2 separate regions of the Mus musculus genome follow, and region 2 is linked to region 1. A link is a contact called in public HiChIP or PLAC-seq data. All regions are on one chromosome and are shown on one strand. Each heading gives the region's core, a stretch centred on a gene start, on an enhancer-like site or on the middle of the called end of the contact. The rest is flanking DNA. Distances are from core to core; before and after follow the strand shown. Region 1 holds the start of Lysmd2 (LysM, putative peptidoglycan-binding, domain containing 2). Region 2 overlaps Hcrtr2 (hypocretin (orexin) receptor 2).

Region 1 (2,719 bases), core at 60-2,559:
TGTCAGCCTTTTCTGGCCTCCGCGATCACCCAAAACGCATACAGAACACACACACATAGATAAAAAAAAAAAAAAAACCTAAAAGTGGACAAATGAGCAGTAGACAGGGTTTTGGGAGAATACTGTTGCTGATGGAGGGAACAACACAGGCGAAACATGAAGATGGGAGTAAGGAAGGAGGTTAAGTTTTCTGGTCAGGATGCGGTATATATGTGAAAAGTAAAAACAACTGACTTGGGTGCCAATGTGGGTTTATATTCAGGGAAAAACTGAAGAATCTTTAAGGGGTGGGTGATACTGGGGACTACTGCTGCCGCTCTTCTTCCTCCAGTGTGTCCTAAACGGTTTCTTTTGTCTTTGTGGGCACAGCAACATACCAAACTTCAGAAAACCAATGAAACAAGAGAACTCTTCTCTTCTACCTAGAGTCGGGTGTGTGTGTGTGTGTGTGTGTGTGTGTGTGTGTGTGTGTGTGTGTAAGGGGATTGGGGTGGGGATGAGGGAAGGATGGATGAACGGGTGGGGGTGGCATCTCTCAAGAGTTAGGGCAGAAGACTCCAGTTAACTCTGCACAAGCCTAGGCCTGAAACTGGCACTGGTCTTCAAAGAGGAATGGACTACCAACAATTGGAGGGTAGTCAGCTCCCAGCAGACTACCCAGCAGGCCTGAGTACCAAACAGAAAGACTTAGTATACATAGGTCGGTGATAAGAGCACTGGCTTAGTGTGTGACTGAGGTCAGTACCTTGTCAAGGGTGTGCGCGTGAGTTGTGCGTGTGTGTTGGGAGGATGTCAGAAGACCTGTACCACCCAGGTGGACAGGGACCTGTATCTATGTTCAGTGATCTTAAGGTTTCCTGCCACCGAGATTTTGATGTCATTAAGGGGGTACCACTGAGCAAGCAGGCTGCCCAATGAGGAATCCGGAAAGGCAAGCAAAGCTTGGTGGGGGTGTACTGTGGCCAGGGCAGGCTTTGGGCGGACTCTTTCTTGTCTGCACGGTTTTGGGGTCCACATGGGTCCCAGGACTCCTCCGTGGGCCTCTGTCGGCTCACGGGCCTCGGCGAGCTCCCGCTTCCGCAGGGCCTTCTCCGACAGGACCCGCACACTGCAGTCCGGGCTCAGCTCCCTTAACCCCACCAGCACACGGACCTCTGGGGCCGTGGAGAAGCCGGCCGCGGAGGGCGGCGCGCGCCATGCAGGTCCCGCAGCTCCCCGCCTCGGCCTCGCGCCTGCCGCCCCCGCGGCACGGCCAGCCGCAGCCCCAGTGAGGAGGAAGAGGCGGAGGAGGAGGCGCCGCCCCCTTGGCGAGCTCGGCGCCCGGGCGGCCTTGGCAGGACCCATGGCGGATCTCTCGCCTGCGCCGGCCCTGCGGGAAGGCGGCCCCCGTGCGCACCGGCCCTCGGCGCCCTCCCCTCCGCCGCGCTCTCGCTCCACCTCGGAGCCCGAGGAGGCCGAGCTGTCGCTGAGCCTGGCCCGCACCAAGACCCGCTCGTACGGCAGCACGGCCAGCGTGCGGGCGCCTCTGGGCGCCGGCGTCATCGAGCGCCATGTGGAGCACCGGGTCCGCGCCGGGGACACGCTTCAGGGCATCGCGCTCAAGTACGGAGTCACGGTGAGCAGGGCGCGCCGCCGCGGCCCCGGACCTGCGGCCCTCGGGCGGGGTCGGGGGTGGGAGCGGAGGGTGGGGAACAGGCCGTGCGTCCCCGCGTCCCCGCGCCGCATCCCAGCGCGCACTGCTGCAACTGCAGTGGGCGCCTAAGCTGCTGCTGCTGCTGCTGCTGCTGCTGCTGCTGCTGCTGCTGCGGAGAGGGGCGGCCGCCAGAGCTCCCCCGACCAGCTAGTGCATGGCCTTCCCAGTGCCCTGCCAGTCTCAGCTCGTATCTGTCGCGCGAGAAACAAGGAGGCCCGCGTTTTGGGCACTACCCACAGCCACCTTTCCCCGTTTTCCTCCCCGGAGCTCACTACCTATTTACTCAAAGCCACACCGATACGAATTCTGCGCTGTGTAAACAAGCTGTGATGAGTCAGGATGTACAGTTCTTCCCGTGGATGGTTCTGGTTCTATCGATTCTGCTTCTTTATTTAGAAGTGAAATTACACCCCTGTGCTCACTGGCGACCCTGAACGTGACACCTGTCTAAACAGCAGCCTGGAACTGTGGTCTAGGTGAGCTGGAGGGCCGTGTTTTACGAATTTATAAGGGTGTGCGTCTTGGGTATATTTCATTACACCTTGGGGAAGATCACGGAAACCCGAGGGAACAAATTGTTTCATTAAAATTACTTATAATTAACTGTGAGCTGTGTGATGGCCTTTTTACATTGGAACTCAGTATCCGTTTTCAATGATCTTTCCTGAAAGCGTCGGGGCAGCAGTCAGAATTAAAATGATCTCGCCTGTATCTTCAGAGTAACCTATTTTGCATATTTAACCAGGTGTTTGTTTACCAGCAAGTCTTTCTATCTATCATTTAAGCGTTTTGAGAGCTTGATCAAACCATTTTGAGACCCTTCTCCACAGTTCTAAATGTTCTTACAGCCTGCCTTCAAGCATTCACTGAGGGCTGGTTTGGGTCAGAGCCTAGGAAAAACAGAACTGAAAAAAAAAATCTAAGTGTATGAGTGTTTTGCCTGAATTAATGTATGTGCACCTTCTGTGTGCCTGGTGCCCAGAAAGACCAGAAGAGGGTGTCAGTTACCCTGGTAATGAAGTTACA
Region 2 (2,719 bases), core at 132-2,631, 610 kb after region 1:
AATCTATTCATTATCATTCATGATTATGATGCCCTTTTTTCATTTATTTATTTACTTATTTGTTCACTTTACATCTGGATGGCATCCTCCCCCCAGTCCCACCTTTACAAGCCCCTACCCTCCCACTACCCCCTCATATTCTCTGAGGAGGAACCTTGGGCACTGCCCTGACCCTGACCCCGACCCCGCCCCTCGCCATGGAAGTTGCCTGCCACTGGATTCCCTTCTGCTAGCAGGACTGCCTGGTTTATGGTGTTCTTAATAGTGTGTGTGTGTGTGTGTGGGGGGGGGGGAATGGGGTGGCCGGGCTAGCTAGCGGGGATGGGGTGGGGGAGGGGGCTAACTAGCAATGCATTTAATACATTTGTGTATGATTTCTGCGAGGAAGAAATCGAGAGGGAACCTTGGCAGGAGCAGAGGGTAGATTGTTTTGTGAATTGAGTTTTCGAAACCCTTAAAACATACAAGGCTATATTCTTTCTGAACAAATGTTCATTTTCTACTTTGTCATTGAGGAAACCTTTAAAGAATGGAAAAACAAAGGCCAAAGAGGAGAGGTCTTCGCAGCTGGTTTATACCACTTTTTGTCTGACTCTGGCCAAACTTATCTGTCTCTCCAGCTGTGAGGAATATGATATTGACTCTGACTTTGGGAAAAGAGACATGAGCAATTTCAGGTTAAATTTGAAGCCTCTTATAAACAGAATTAAGGCTGCCTTGGGCGCAGTGGGTGTATGTATAACAGCTTTGATGTTTCCTGAGAAAGCTGGCTACTCATGTCCTGCACTGGACCTGCGACTCAGCATCCGCTGTTCGTGTCACTGGTCAAAATCATTTCGGCTTCGGAGTTTTGTCGATGTACCTGTGCTCACTGGAAATATAGGATTGTTGAAATATTTGAGAACAAATTTTTTATAAAACTCATTTACTCACTTCCGAAGTAATTTAGAAGTTCAATGGACTTTTATTTACTTACGAAATTAGTTATTGAAACAATTTTTATTAAAATATTTTCTCATCTAAGCCTTAGCAGTCAACAACAGGGGATTAGGAAAACGACCATTTTATCTGCCACTCAACTGAGAATCTTCATCCACTGAAAGAGTGTATTTCCTGTCTGTGCTAGAAGGCTGGTCTTGCCCTAAGTGCGCAAAGAACTCCATCAGCTCAAGCAACCGAGTTGATTGGCCAGACAAAGTCCCTAGGGAGAGGAGGGTCTGTCTGTTTAGAAAGAAAAGAGTTCTTAATTAAAATGCCAAGCTGCTTCACTTTTAAATAAACGCACGGGTTTTACCTCTTTAGCACATTGAGGATGCTGATTGGTAGATAGCAAATTGCAAAGACCAGAAGTACAACCATGAGCATCCGGGCTGTTTTCCTTCGTGCTCGGATCTGCTTTATCTCAGCAGCAACAGCGCTAATCCGAGCCTTGCTCTGCTGTCCGGACCCCCGGGGCTGAGAAACCGGCTGCTGCTGCTTCCATTTTCTCTGAACCACAGAAGAAGTTCCGGGAATCTGAAAGGAGATGGAATCCCTCATTGGTACTTATCAAAGTTCTACAAAGAAGATGTAACCACAAGAGTGAGAAGCAGAAGTTTGGAGTTTGAAATTTTCGTCTCTCCAAGCACTGGCTAGGCGGAGTATGTTCTTATCACACATTTCGTCAAACACCAAATAGTTATATGCCTGGGGAAAAAGTTAAAAGTAAGCTTATATTGTTCTTGTGTTAAAACACGATAATCTTGTCAAGGTCTGAAGAGAACAACAAGAATACATTCCCTTATTAAACAGAGAAGGGACATATAGAGAAAAGAACGCTAAGAAAATTCAGATTATAAGATTTCATTATAAGTTCTAAATTCAGAAGTCTCCTAAATTTAAACACTCATCAGATAACAGGACTGCCTGCCCTCCCCACACACACCGAAAAACAAAAAACTTAAATGACATTTTGATGCATCGATACTGCCACCTGCTGTCGAGTAGAGACACGGCACCTAACCAGCTACTGAGTTTTATGAGGTTTTCTGTCTCCTGTTGAGACAAAGCAATTCCATGTGTAGAAGGAACAAAAACTATTCTTCGTGATTTAATGTTCGCACTTACAAAATTGCCTGAAACTAATTTTGCAATTTTCCCTTCTTGAAAGTGCACGAACACACCGAGAATCCTTCCAGGTCTTACACTAATGTCTTAAATAGCCACTATTTGTAGCAATTACATTACACAACGTGCGTTTCCTTTGATTTTTCTGTTGGTTGATAATAGCAGAAAGTTCTGCCAAGTATAATATTTTCTTAATTACAATCTCATGAATTGATAGATCTTAGCAAAATATTAAAATGCAGCTTATTCATTTTTTTTTAAAGATGTGCCAGTAAGTCCACCGCGGGGACAGCTTGATTGTGTTACAGTTACTCAGCGGCTACTTTTATCTCTGCACCGCACACAGTACAGAGCAGCGCGTTCCCGTGGCCTCTCAGAATGAAGGCTACCTTGAACCCGTGGCTGTTTACACTATGAGATCAAAGTCTATTAGAGAATCTTTCATTTGAAAATGGAGCTTTGCTTTGATGTCCAAACAGATGAGTCTCATTACATGAGACCCCACTTGACCATCTTCTCTCAGTTCAGGAGATCAATCACGCAGATGAAAACCGGCCGTGAGACAGAAACTTCTCAGAAATGGGCAGGGCCACCTCGAGAAACCACTGGCTGA

What was found. HiChIP or PLAC-seq counts read pairs in DNA pulled down with a chosen protein or histone mark.
Region 2: a contact with region 1 is called in an H3K4me3 HiChIP or PLAC-seq map of craniofacial prominence, with 4 times the contacts expected there. The contact joins the enhancer-like site here to the promoter of Lysmd2 in region 1. A contact is called at or near these places in 11 of 39 promoter capture datasets (the 3T3-L1 cell line, the C10 cell line, cranial neural crest and 6 more), 1 of 15 datasets of contacts at CTCF or cohesin (large pre-B cells), 1 of 484 Hi-C or Micro-C datasets (cerebral cortex) and 7 of 115 datasets of contacts at active chromatin or transcription factors (craniofacial prominence, embryonic limb bud, embryonic stem cells and 3 more).

The regions. Positions count from the first base shown.
Region 1 is chr9:75,624,423-75,627,141 of GRCm38.p6, forward strand. Lysmd2 (LysM, putative peptidoglycan-binding, domain containing 2) reads left to right here and starts at 1,310. Exons shown (of 3, transcript NM_027309.2): 1 at 1,310-1,615. The coding sequence starts at 1,343.
Region 2 is chr9:76,234,875-76,237,593 of GRCm38.p6, forward strand. Hcrtr2 (hypocretin (orexin) receptor 2) reads right to left here. Exons shown (of 8, transcript NM_198962.4): 5 at 1,295-1,515. Among named protein-coding and RNA genes, the nearest start is that of Gfral, 23 kb to the left of the region's middle. Within about 2 kb of position 1,382, at least 63 of the 459 cell types and tissues checked have an H3K27ac peak or open chromatin away from gene starts, as enhancers often do. A contact at or near this core is called in craniofacial prominence and second pharyngeal arch cranial neural crest, where this site is marked.